Regions from separate parts of the Mus musculus genome. Here all the other regions are linked to region 1. Evidence: chromatin contacts called from public Hi-C data. All regions are on one chromosome and are shown on one strand. Each heading gives the region's core, a stretch centred on a gene start, on an enhancer-like site or on the middle of the called end of the contact. The rest is flanking DNA. Distances are from core to core; before and after follow the strand shown.

Region 1 (4,724 bases), core at 1,025-3,524:
TGTTGGGGGTTGTTGTTCATTTAGAAGGCAGAGGTCAATCTCTAATGATGTTTCTCTGAAGCTGAAGCTGTCTGCCTTCTTTTATTTGTTTGTTCCAGACACGGTCACTCCTTGGCCTAAAGCTTGACTTAGGCATCCACCTGTCTCTACTTTCCCAATGGTGGTTTCACAAGTGTGTGCCAGCACTTCTAGAAATATTTATGTGGCTTTTGGGGATCAACCTTGGGTTTTTATGCTTGTGGAACAACCACTTTATCAGAACAACTATTTCCACAGCCTCAAATTTGTATCTAAGTTTTTATTTGCAGATTAAGTAAGTTTTAAAAAGATGCATTCTAAGGATATGGATGTAGAGTTGAAAAGAAATAGACTATTATCATGGCTTTGATGTGATTATCTGACTGATTTACTGTCCCTCTTTTATCAGTATATGATGGGTTAAAAACTGTGTACAAAGTATTAACCATGAGGAAATGAGAAGTTAGAGATAAACAGCATATGTAAAATGATTTATGTCTGCACAAATGACTCTATATTGTAATCTACAGCATACAATTTTATTATAAAAAAGATATTACCAGTCTCACCCTGTTATGTTAAAGATATAACAACCAAGACTCAGCAAGCAGTACTGTTAGTGTCATGAGCTAAGTCAATTGGAAGAACTAATAGAACTCGTGTCCATTTATCTTTTATCAGTGTCAAGTTCAGATTCCAAATTGAGTCTTTCATACTTCCTCATGCTGATTAGCATTGGTACTACATAGGACAAAATGGTTTCAACCTCTAAATCTACTATAATTTCTTTTTACCTCAATGGTGTATTGTTTTCCTTATCTTAAAAATGGCAATAATAAACACTGTCTCTACCGTGAAGATATTTTAATCAGTTGATATGTGAGCTAGTTAGTCCATTTAATTCATTTAGATTTAAATTAATTTAGTTATGATAAATTACTATTTCATTTGCTTATTATGTCCTACCAGATATAAGAGGAATGCAGAATAGATGTTTGCATATGTGAGTCATTCTTGATATTGTAGAAGATTTTGTTTTACACTTCGTAATGGGCATGAAACACTGAACAATGAAGGAAGAGTATATGTAGTCCTAATGCCTGCACAGCTAACCTGAAGTAAAAGGAAAGACAACCATGACGTTTATCTTGATTATATGTAAAGGTGGTGAGACTCACCTATTTAGCAAGAGGAAGTATACGTGAATATTTCATTTGTCTAATGAGGTGACACTTCAAAAAACTCCCAAACAAACTTATGTCCAGAAATAGATGCTGATATCAAACTTGAAGTTGCATCTTCAATGACAGTTGGGTTGATAACATCTGAATTGCATCCTATGGTCTCTCTCCACAGTGGGGCTATAAGAAGACTGACAACATGGAACCCTGCATAAGTGTTCACATGGGAGAAGAGTAAATACTTCTTCCTTAAGTGGCTGGATCAAGGCATGACAAGCTAATAGGTAGAAGTATCTGCACTTCAGACTCTCCATGTAAAAAGAAGCAGGGCCTAAGAGGACAACATAATATTCAGCCACTCCAAAGAGTGTTTGATGAAGAGAGAGACAAGTGTTCAGAGAATCCAGACTAAAACCTCTCAACGGTTTCCGTGGGTTTTTGAAATCAACCAAGAGTTCAATGTCTTTAAACTGCTAAACTCTGTGACAGAATCTTTCTCTAGACGCATTGCCATTAGAATGCTTTTTGAGTGGGTGGGGCAACAGTAGCTCGCCCTAGCTTTTGATGGCTCTGTATGTTTTTGGTGTGAGAGTTGCATCAGTGAACCACAAAAAATGAAGCTTAGGAATTGTTTATAGGGCTGAGCACTAAAAAAAATTTTGTTTGGCTACATAACATATTTCCTTTCCACAGGAGGTAGTTATGACAAATTAGAAGTCTGAAAATTTTCTGATGGTGTAAAGGCACAGCTGTCACTGGGGAAGCACTGATCAGATTTCATAACCGCGTGGTCCCGTGGCGCCGCAGAGAGCTCCATATGCTCCCCCAAATGCTCCAACTAAATCCACAAAAAAAAAAAAAAATCCAGCCTAAGTTCACTTGTAAAAAATAAAACTCTTCTTAGATGGATTTATCATTTTGCATCTACAAAGAGAGAAAGTCTTGTTAACTGGTTACGTTTTTTTAAAAACTAATCTGTTTAAGAACAATTTTCTGCAGCTTGTTATGACAGCTTTGTGATAAAGAGTGAATGATGTATTTGGCAACACCCCAGAGATTACTCCATTTCTATCTATGAAGGTGGACTTTTAAATGGATATACAGTGAATAACTAAGATCTTCGGGAACAGCTATTTCTTAATGGGAACAATTGTATTAAACGCTGTTCTGTCATTCCGCAAAAATCATGTTAGCTAAATTGTTAAGCGCTGTGTACAGAAATTTCAAAGATGCCAATATGGGCCTTACCTGGTTGCAAATGAAGAATAGATTGATTCTTGAGTGGTTAGGTCCTTAGATACTCATATTCCTCATAAACAGTTTGCTTAGAAGCTTTGTGACCCCTGAAGAAAACAACAAATTCAAATAAATTGACAGCCTTATCTCTTAAAGCTAAAAGGAAGATCCAGTATGCTTTTTATTTATTGTATTTATATTTTGAAGCAAGAAAAGTTTTATGTATAAAATATCTTTTTGCATCTCATTATGTTAATCATAGCACAAAAATGTTCCCATGAAAATTTTAAATATTGAAAATTTAAGCAATGATCCAAATATTTATGAAAAAATGTTTCATGCTTAACAAAGCACCTTAATTTCTAATATTTATGACACTCATCAGTATAACTAGTTTAGATATTTTTATTAAAATACAAATAAGCATATTTCATGTTTTTGTTGAAAATACAAAACTAAAATAGTAATTCTTTAGTTTCCTCGAATATTTAATATTTTAAATAATTAAAGAGGTTTTTTAATTAATTCTGAATCATATAAAGCCTGCATTAACTACTTTGTTCCTTGTATTCTTAAATGAATAATACATATAAAAATGGTGCATTTTATTAATTACCTTTGTGTTTATAATTTTCTAAAAGAAGAAAGAAATTTAGTTTTCTAGTATGGCACAAAGATTTTGGAAATATCTGTTTTGTTGTGTATAGGAAATACCCTGTGAAGAAAATGCTTTCTTAAATCCTGTGATGAATTACAGGGCACCTTTAACTTTACATTTCACCTTGCAATACACACAAAATGTTTAATTACTGGAGGATTAATGGAGGTGGTTTATAATTAAGCTGAAGTATGAACTGATGTCATCGTCCCAGTGTGATGACATACATTTTCTGCCAAAGCACCTGTTGTTTTGGAAGGAAGCAGCTGATATCATTATCTGCGCAGCTAGATAGCCCATTTCCTGCTGCTTAAAAAATTATCCTAAGGGCTACCTAAGTTGGATTAATTCAGCGTTTATGCTTCCATACCCAGAAAAGAACAGAATAGAGAAAAACAACACCATCACAATCAAAGAACGAGAGAGTGAAAGGCATGCTGGGAGCAGAGCAGAGGGAAGGAACAGAGAACCCCACCTTCTGTGCCTGAAGAACTCTGGATGGCTCCTGAGATTCTCTACAAAGATGCAGAGGATGCAAAGCAGGACAACAGTGGAGAGAGGTTCCTATTTTATTCTATTAACATGAGTGAGTAAGTGGAATGTTACAATATGAGGTGGAAACAATATAGGCAGTTTTACACTTTCATTCAGAGTATGGCACTGTATCCATAAATAATAATGAAAGTCTTTTCATTTAAATATTCAATCTACACAGAATATACAAACTACTATCCAAAGATAAGTGCGAACATTTTATTTTTCTCACATAAATTAGAGATTCATACTTCTTCCCTTCCCTCATTCTCTCTGGTTTTGGTTTACCAGTTGGCTATTGTGTCTTTTGCTCTACGATGCTTAGTAATTAAGGTGATGGTCTATCTCTATGAGGTATAAGCACATATTCCATTTCCATGTGAATATGTCAATCAGTTACTTCATCTATCACTGGTGCCATTTGAATCTTAGGAAGAAAGTACCCAAACCTAACAGAATAGTTGCTCTTTGCTTTCTCGCCCTACCAAAACAGCACACACTGAGCAGACACAGTCCCCACGTATACTGGTCAGGCACACTGTGTTCATTGAAGCTGTCTGCTAGGTGCTCCCTGAAATACATTTCTCTAAACCCAGTTCTTGTTTCTTTCACATTGTAATTTACTTTCCTAATGAATATTGGCAATCTGTCCAAATTTAGTCTCCATTTCCCCACACAATGTTCACCAACCCTTGTTTTTCTCTTTTCCCTCAAAGAATAATGCTAATGTTTGTGGAGCTGTAATTCATTCCTACAAAGACTCATGACATGGTGTTGTTTTGCTAAGACAGAATGCAGATGGGGAATTTGGGATCTATGGAGTTAAAATAAATTTACTCTTGTCACATGACTAGCAAATGATGCAGCTGAGAGCTAACCTCCATCTACCATATTTATGTTTAGTATCTTATTTTTCCCATGTCCTCTATTACATTTATTTATTTTATTCACTGATGGAATTTTCAAGTTGTCTCAGTTATATAGTTGCAAGTAACCACATTCTAAGTGTTTTTGTCCTTTAAGAGAGCCAATATTTATGTCCACTTAAGATGCTCTGGACTGTTGCTTTTCAGTTTACTAATCTCCAGTTCCCATCC
Region 2 (4,724 bases), core at 1,260-3,759, 250 kb after region 1:
CAGAGCTCATTTTGAATGGATAACCAGTTTGCTCTGGGCATACTTCTGTCTCCAACTCACTACTGCTATAGTTAGAGGAAGGGAATCATGCCCTGATTTTGTACAGATCCTGGGGATCTGAACTCAGATTCTCCACCCATGTTCCAGGCACTTCAACCAAGCCATCTCCTTGGGCTCTTATTTGCCTGTTTGTATCCTTGTTGGTGATCATTTTTACTAGTGTGTAAAGCATCATCTAGTCTTTTAGTTATTTCCTTTTTTTTTTTTTTCAATTCACTAGTTCAGGAGCCATGTGGACTTGGAATACGGGATATCTCACAAGTGTGTTAGAAGTCAGGGAAGCAATCACAACCTTAAAGAGTACACAAGAAAGAGAGCCACTGCCCACTCTGCTGGACAGGTGCAATCATGGATACCAAGAAACTTCAGCATTTTTAGACTATGCAACAGTGAACCTCATCACAAGCAGAGCATTCCAGAGGTTAATGGGCCCACTGGCCATTCAGAGCTATTCTCAACTGGTGAACTTGGCTCCCAGACACCTAGTCATTTTTCCCTGGGAATCTCAGCATCTGAGATGAGCTTTCTGTCACCTTATTACCCAGCTTATCTGAATTCACCCTTCACCCCCCATAACTGTCTTCTGGGGGAGTGTCTCACTCTGTGTCTATGGCAATTTAAATTCAAGCCCTTTTTAACTTGTGTTTCCCGTTTTTAAGCCCCCACCCCAGAGTAGCTCAGTTTGAAACAATAGATTTCCTCTGAAGATGGCACTCAGCCACTGTTCTCTGGCTCACACTGAGTGACAATATGGGATTCCTCTCCATTGCTAACCCATATGCCAGTGAAATCACTGTATCGTCACAATGTGACACTGACTTTGAGGCTTCTGAAGGCTATTGGCTTGCTCTGAGGGTACGAGTGCCAGTCTTGGGGCTGCCTGCCTTACCTTTCATATTAGAATCCTGCTCTGTCCTCCCCTCCCATGGCTCCGCATGGCTGGAGCTGTGTTCAGCTTGGCTTCCTTCTTGTGTGTGCAGCACTGACCTTTTCTCCACAATTTTTAACTGTTCAGTTGCTATCTTTGTGAACTACCAAAGCTCCCCAACTTCTCTTTTGAAATATAATCTGGTTTTGTTATTCTAACTCTTCTTCACCAGATTAACATGGAAAAGGACTCTAGTCCACGTTCATGTTCTCTTTTCCCCTTTTGAGATGTCTGTTTTCTGTTTTACAAAGTGGTCTTGAAACCCTACGCTCAAGATAACCTCTAGCCTCAGGCTCCATACTTGTTAGAACTGGAGGACCAACCCATCCACCTAAACTTCTAGAATAACTGTGAAACTCCTTTAAGTAAGCATTTGAAAGCTTCCTAAAACAATAGCTAGATAATGAAATCCATATTTCAGAATATAAAATACTGTTACAGAATACAAAATACTGGGTTAATCATTTGTAATAAATGTCCCACTTGAAGTGGGCTATTGGTAGCAGGGAGGATTGTGAAACTGAGGAAAACTACACATCTTACTATACACATAAGAACACTATTATTCAAGTAATGAAAAGTCAACTTGAACTGAGCTTTGAAAATAAGGCTGCTGTTGAAATTTCTCCTAAAATAATACAAGTACACAAAGGGATGAGTATAATTCCTGATATATTTTTATTGAACATACCTTCTTCCCAAGGCTAATTAAACATGAAAACATAACACCAAATTTATTTTATTTGGGTAATAGATCCTTAAGCTAATACAAAGCATAAAAGCAGATTACTTTTAGTTTTCTAGCAATATTTCAGTATGCCATAGTAGTATTACCAAAATATCTCACCTGCTGAACAAATGTAGACACAACAGAATTTTAGTCTCCAAATGAAAATGTCTGTTATGCTCACAGTTTTGAACTATTTTCTTTTACATGATTGTGCATATCCAACACATGCACAGGCACAATGAAGAGGCGCCAGCAAGTCATTTAGTCATTACTGAATTTCTTATACTTTCAACAGGATGGAAATAATCACCTGTTAGTTAATCTATTTTCAAAACTCATACTATAAAGTATGTTTCAACCTTCAGAATTCTTTGTAATCACTCTACCTTTAGTTAAACAACTCATCATATATCTTGTGGCTGTGGCTTAGTGCTTAGACATCATCTCAAAAGCACACAGTGAAATAATCTAAAGCATACACAGTACAATAGTGAAAATAAAAAGGTAAGAATTTCAAATGTAAACTAAAAAATGTTCTCTCTGGAAAACGTTGAGTATTTGCAATGCCATATCAAATTTAAAACATTGTTTGCATCCATTTTTGGTGAAACAATCTTGCCTTCCATTTTTAAAATAACCTATCAGATCAAATCAAGATGTGCTAAAAGGAAAAACTCATTTCCATTTTGACAAAAATTAAGTGGTTCTAGTCTCCCCAGGGATGTCATCATCTTCTGCCAATGCACAGCTTTTAGGGTTGTGAAGGAAGTCTACAGAACCCAGCCCAGTGAGCCAAAGCCGTTGAATCAGCCCTCGTAATAATCAGTGGGATGCCGATGCCACAGCCAGGCGACACTCAGAGCCACAAAGAAAATGCACTTTGTGCCAAGAAAGAATGCAAACACGACAGTGTCTTTCAGGCATAAGGGAATTCAACAAGATGTTTTTCCTAAATTCTGTTGTTGCTATTAAAAGCCAGAATTCGGTCCCCAGCCCCACATAGACAAAGTGAATAGACTTAATAAAAATTTAAAGTAAATCCTTTCTCTTGCAAAACTGTAATTAAAGACATAGAGTTGAACAACATGATGGTGATTTTACATTTTACTAATAGCGTAGCCTACACAAATATTCCACCATGGCAATTCAACAGCAGTAGCGTGCTGTTAATTTCTGTATAAGATGGAAGATGAAGTGATTCACAGAAAATATAATTGATCATTTCTCACTGCTGCATAAATCGTATTTGTTATAAAAGTTTAAAAGCCACATTTATGCCTTAAATTATTAAAGCAAATATAATACAGAATGCTTCTACACTATATTGTTTTCCAAGGGTTATCACGGAATCTTCACCATTTATCATACATGTACTTCTGTCTTTTTTCTACTCAGGGGCACAGCATGAAAAAACTTCATTTCACATTGAAACATCACTGTGTGGAACAGTGTGATGAAATGAGACACAGGAGGAGTTATACTCCGGTAAACAGTTGGTCCACGGGAATGATAGCATTTTATGCTGAGACTGATATATCAATTTTAAGTTCTAAGAGATGACTGATCTGAAAGCCAGAGTGTCACTAGTGATGAACTATACACATGTGAAAAATTACAGGTAACGTGAGTGAGCCTGCTGAGAGGCCTCTCACCCAGGGATGTTTTACAAACCAACACAGAATGGGATGGGTCCTCCTCCCAGGATGGCTCTGATTAATTATTCTACATCACTGGTGGACAAAAAGCATTCGGTTTGTCATGGAAATATAAAATGTGTCACAAAATAAGCCAGCTTCACCATTAGAATAAATGTGCCTGGAAACGTATCTCACACTAGCATCTTTGCATGCATACATTTTATAAGAAAAAGAGAGAGCCAGGGGTTTTAGGTGGAAAACTATTTCCACACAGCAATATGAGAAAAGGATTCGTGGTACTATTTTTCTTGGCTCAAATAAAAGAAACATTACCTAGTTTTGTTTTAACCCACATTTTTAAAGTGCAAAATATTTCTCACTGTTTATATAAACTGTAGAACAATATTGAAAATATTTTCTTAATTAAAATAAGAAGCTTCAGAGTTCCTGCTGCTAATACAGACACTTGGACACAAACTAATATGTAGCATATCAAAATATGAAACATTAGCTTTTTAAATATTAAATGGATCACTAACCTATGTAAGATTGAAATAATAATCTTTGTGCCTTCTTTATAAGCAGAGGTTTTTTTTATTTTTTTAAATGGGAATGATGCAATGATTTCTGAAAGAGTCACAGAATGAAATGACATTTGGCAAGTTTGTTTCCATTCTCTACTAGTCAATATTTTGTAAGACTATGGGGAAAGTTCTTTTTTTCCACAAAAGGTAGTTATACAAGTGGTATCAAATAGCAGAACAGGATTTATATGGGGTTGTATTTAAAAATCACTGTAAGACAGAAGTCATGATCCAAATATGAAAAATTGCTAGGGATCTGACCTTGGGTCTTGTTTGTGCAGCAAGCCCTTTACTGATGGAACATATACCCTGATCTCATCACTATTTTAATAAAATCAAGTGCAGTGTGTAGTGCCAAACCTAATCTTCCCCATCTTGGAAATTGACTGTAACTTGGTGTACATGTTTTCGTTGTTGTTGTTGTTGTTGTTTTAATTAACCATAGATGGATGCCGCATGCACTTTAAAAGTATGTTAAGGAAGAACATCAGTAGTAATATAATCCTGAGATCCTACACCCTAGTCGTATTAGTTCCTTGTGTTGCTGCAATGAAACACCATAATCAAAAGGAGCTTCTAGAAGAGTTGGCTTCAGTTTAGGGTTCCAGGGGAACAAGAGTCCAGCATGGCAGGAAGGCATTAGGACAACTAGCAGACATGATGGCAGGAACAGGAAGCTGAGAAAACACACCCTCAACCTCAGGCACACTGGAAGGTGAATGAGACTTTGACTGCTCAAAGCCTGTCTTCAGTGATGGACTTCTAATAGGGCTGTGCTTCTGTTT
Region 3 (4,724 bases), core at 1,646-4,145, 160 kb before region 1:
GGAGAACACACAATAAATTGAAACTGTAGTCATCTTTCTTTCTCACTATGTAACAAACAGAGATGTATTGATGTTAGTTCTGAGTGTGCTACATAAGTTAAATTCCCTAGACTGCAATTTGATCAGAAAGCTTTAGACATTTACTTGAGCTATGTGAGGCGTCTGCCATTGGATGGCAGTAAAATTCTGCATCAATCACTTTAAGCAAAGGGAAACTGGGAAAATAATAGGGCTTTCCTTTTATTATTTAACAGCAGAATGCTGCTTTAAAAGGCAAAGCTCAGGGGGTTGTGTATATTGCAGTATTACCAACTAATTCTTTAAAGTGTTTTCTCCTCCTGTTCATTAAAAAGGTGATGCAATTTTGCCAGAATCATTTTAATATTTCTTTATGGCAACAGATTGAGTTCTTGCTTTTCTCTTAAATAATAGAATACTTATTTTCTGTTTTAAAATGACATTAATAAAATAAAATTAACAAATGCATGTGATTTAAACCCCTTGGGCATTATCAATGTCTAAATCATTTTGTGACTCTGGAGCATGTTTGTGTTTTCTTTCTGTTCAGGCCTCCAGAGTCAGACTTATTTAAGTGCCGTGAACATAACAATGGATAGGAGATGTTTTTAACAATTTAGACATGAAACAAAACTGGAAAAATCACCCAGTAAACTATGCAGAAGGTGACAATCCAGCCAATGAAATCTTTCAGTCTGAACAAAACACGAAGAGTCAATGTTTTCCCATCAGGTTTTACAGATAATGCTGAATTTCTGGCCTTAAGATTTCTGGGGGGAAACTCACAGAGGATAAGTCTGAAGGAAACCATCCCTTATTGTAATTCCATTGTACTCATCATACAAAATTAGCAGCCATAGACAGTACACAGAGCGAATAAACTGAGTTTTGTCTCAAATGTGTCAAATAAAGCAACACTTGTTTTCTTCTCCTTCCATTTATATTTCTACTTGGTCAGATGTTGATATCTTCAATTCCAATTTATTTGGCAATAAAATGAACCAGTATTTTTTTTTCAGGAAATATTCAGGGTGGTCTAACACAATCTGGGGGCTATTAATCAGGATTTCCTGGGATCAAACCACAGACTTCTCTGCGATTTATCTTCTCTCTCACTTTATGTGTAAAGTCTATTAAAAGTTTATAGTCTTCCAAAGATCATATTAGGCATTAAAATTCAGGCATCTCATTCCTGCTGCAAAGATTGTTAGAAGAAAAGAAAATAAATGAGTTATCACGAATCCATTCTCATCATGAGGAGTGTAAAAGCACGCACAGTGGAACAATATTCATTTATTTTTACGACAATGCTTAGGAAGAGAAAAAAAGGAAGTGGAATAAACCCAGAGATATGTAGTGTTATCACTTCAATGCAGGGGTGGTGAGTAAGCTAGGGTAGATGTTTAACATACAGAAAAGGGTGTGTGTGTGTGTGTGTGTGTGTGTGTGTGTGTGTGTGTGTGTGAGTGTGTTGAAATGCATGATTTTTACAGATTCTGAGTGATTTAATTAACAAGTTTATTGCTTATCAAAAATTGATTTAAATTTTATTTGAATTGCTCTTTTTCCATATTTAAAAAAATCCATAATAAATTTTTAGAATATAAAAGACATTTTTTTCTTTATGTGGGATTAACATGGTTGAAAAAATAAAAATGAATTTCAAATCTCTATAAAGAATATCAACAGTAAAAAAAGCAACCAATTAAATTATTTTATTTTTTGCAAATTGTAATTATATATATATATATATATATAACCTAAACCAAAAGTGCATTTTAATATTGATTCAATGATCAATATAAATTCAAAGAATAAGTCAATGTTACTCTGAAATCCAAGTGAGTTTTTGTGTCCTTATCATGTCAATTTGAAGTTATTATGAATGAACTGTTACATTTTTGCATACAGTATCACAATGTGAAGAAATTCAATTTGTATATTATCAAATTATTTCTAAAATTTAATATTAAAACTATTGCAAATACCTGTTTTTCTCTATACGAATATCACAAAACTTGCCACAGATCTTTGAAGAAATTATTTGGCTCCATCCTGCTTTAACAAGTGGATCTTCTTGAATAAACAATGAAAGCAATATATACCAAAAAAATTCATAAAACCTCATAACCATTGAAACATTTGATGTATGTTTTACTGCCTTTTGGTAGATATTTATTCACCCTGCATCAGATTTATTAAGCCTATATTCAGTATCCACACACTAGTATTGAAATTTCTTGGTAATAAAATTGGCCTTGACACTCATTGTGTGACCTTGAGTTTACTTACCAATCTATGACTTCATTTTTCACTCACTTTAAAAATGTATAAAAATTATATAACAATTTGCAGTTATAAGATAAATTAAATTTTACATATTAATATTCTATACAGTAATGCCCTAGTAAAAATAGCATGATCATTATTATTATCTGCCGAGAATATGAAGGGAAAAATGCCAAGTTTCTTATAAAATCTGGCTAGCTGAGTGTTCTGTGGCTAGTACATGCCAAGCACTAGACATACTGAATGCTTGCTTCAAGCCAAGTCTGGGAGAATTATGATTACAATGCAGTAGAGTAAATTAAGTGATGGTACCTTGCTTTAGTTAGTAAAGAGAGAGACACCGTTTCTAGCTTCTGCATTGACAGATTTGGTTAGTAGAAGAGAAATTATCAAAGAGGTCTTCAATTCACCTGATCTTCAAGAATAGGTGACAACCAAGGGGGAGAAGGATGATAACCGCAAGCATTGAGAATAATCTGTGCAGAAGCATCAGAGAGGATTTGAAATTCACCCCATGATACATACAATACCACCCGTATGCACATGGACTTTCATTGCAGTCAAATTTGACTTGGTCAGTTAATTTGGTATGCAAAAGGCCAGGTGTGGTTACATATGCCTATGAATCTGGGGAATAGAGGCTGTTAGACCAGGAGGTCAAGCTCAGATTGGCTACATATAAAAATGGAGGCTAGTCTGGGCTATGAGATCTTACCAAAGCAAAAGCAGAAAAAATAAACTGATACATAGATTAACCAATGGCTAGACAGTTGTGGGCATTTAAACAAATCATATGTACATTTAAAGCCAGAAACACAGTCAATAAAATGTTGTTATGTAATTTTTACAACAATAAAAATGACATGCTTATATTAAAATTACTTTCTGATGCATGTACCTATTTGATAATACCTCTCTTGCGTCATCATATCAACAACAACAAAAAAGGAACAATAGAAAAGTCATACATAAGCAAATCAAATATTAACAAAGAAAGCCAGGCATGGTGCTTCATGCTTTTAATCCCAATATCAGCGAAGCAGAGGCAGGAAAATCTCTGTGAATTCAAGGCCAGCCAGGTCTGCACTGTGAACTCCAGGCCAGCCAAGGCTGCATAATGAGACCCCAAATGTTAACAAAGAATATTAACAAAGATAGACTTCTAAAATGCACGTGAAAACTATATTTTGTTTATAGAGATCTATATTAGAAGCATTAAGTTAGAAAGTAAGTACAGAATTAAAATCAATCAGCTAAAATATCCTACCACTTGAATATAAATACCATGAAAGAAAGGAACCAACCAAGTAAGCACAAGAGTGTCCAATGAAGCTGGGCAGAGGTGGCACATGCCTTTATTCCCAGCACTTGGGAGGAAGAGCAGGAGGATTGCTGAGTTCGAGGCCAGCCTGGTCTTCAGAGTGAGCCAGGACAGCCAGGGCTATACAGAGAAACACTGTCTCAAACAACAACAACAACAACAACAAAACAAAAATCAAACAAACAAACAAAAAGAGAGTGTCCAATGAAGAGTGGAAAAAAAGAGTAGAAAAATATAAAGGAAATATGGTGCTAATTTGGGAGAAAGTATGCTTATATACTAATATTATATTTAGTAACAGGGATTATATATTAATATATTAACAGGGATTAACTATTAATTAGATGATAATAATTAAAAGATGGAAACTATGACTACAAAAATATTTAATTCAAATATTCATGAAGTAACAAAATGACTTAATTCAAAGATAGAAATGAGATGAAAGATTGGACTCTATCACAGAATAGCTTCCTCATATCCAGAATTCATAAAACTTGAAGGTTTGTCTGCTGTTAAAATTGAAAAGAAAATTATGTTTACTTACCAAATGTATATTTTCTTTTGCTCTTTGTTGTAAGGAACCTAAAGCTTCATTCGTGCTAGGCAATTACTCTTCTACTGAGCCATAAAAGCCCTAGATTTTCTTCCAATTTTTAGTTTTAGCCAGGGTCTAAGTTACTGAAACAGATCTTATACATATAATCCTCCTACCTCGGCCTCCTCTAGAGCCGTGATTACAGTCTCTCACCGTCAGGTCTTATTCACAAAATATTTTAAACACACACACAAATAGGACAAGAATTTTGAGTTTCAGTTCTGTATTTCATGAGAGGATATGTTTTAAACAAGACATCAACAAGGATGTGGACTTTGATCAGAGTGTTTAGAAAGGTTATTTAAAAGTAATGTCTAGGATGATGCCGTAACATTTGAAAGATTATAATCTTGATTTTCAAATGTAATGCAGTTGAAAAACATGGGAAGGGTTGAGGATAGAGTCCTGAATGCTGAAGCACTTCTGGGCACTGCATATGCATTTCAAATGACAAGAGTAAGTAAAGGGGATGTAATAGGGACCCAGCAGAAGGCAGGT

Evidence for each region. A called contact is a pair of places that touch in the nucleus more often than the background predicts.
Region 2: a contact with region 1 is called in a Hi-C map of cerebellar granule neurons, with 4 times the contacts expected there. The contact joins two enhancer-like sites. A contact is called at or near these places in 5 of 484 Hi-C or Micro-C datasets (brain, cerebellar granule neurons and cerebellum).
Region 3: a Hi-C map of cerebellar granule neurons shows a contact between it and region 1, with 5 times the contacts expected there. The contact joins two enhancer-like sites. A contact is called at or near these places in 6 of 484 Hi-C or Micro-C datasets (brain, cerebellar granule neurons, cerebellum and 1 more).

Annotation. Positions count from the first base shown.
Region 1 is chr9:91,795,896-91,800,619 of GRCm38.p6, reverse strand. No RefSeq gene overlaps it. Among named protein-coding and RNA genes, the nearest start is that of Gm26101, 42 kb to the left of the region's middle. Within about 2 kb of position 2,274, at least 7 of the 459 cell types and tissues checked have an H3K27ac peak or open chromatin away from gene starts, as enhancers often do. A contact at or near this core is called in cerebellar granule neurons and cerebellum, where this site is marked.
Region 2 is chr9:91,543,401-91,548,124 of GRCm38.p6, reverse strand. All of the region lies in intron 2 of Gm29478 (a long non-coding RNA gene), which reads right to left. Among named protein-coding and RNA genes, the nearest start is that of Gm29478, 140 kb to the right of the region's middle. Within about 2 kb of position 2,509, at least 3 of the 459 cell types and tissues checked have an H3K27ac peak or open chromatin away from gene starts, as enhancers often do. A contact at or near this core is called in cerebellar granule neurons and cerebellum, where this site is marked.
Region 3 is chr9:91,955,257-91,959,980 of GRCm38.p6, reverse strand. All of the region lies in intron 1 of Gm31409 (a long non-coding RNA gene), which reads left to right. Among named protein-coding and RNA genes, the nearest start is that of Gm31409, 3.6 kb to the left of the region's middle. Within about 2 kb of position 2,895, at least 2 of the 459 cell types and tissues checked have an H3K27ac peak or open chromatin away from gene starts, as enhancers often do. A contact at or near this core is called in cerebellar granule neurons and cerebellum, where this site is marked.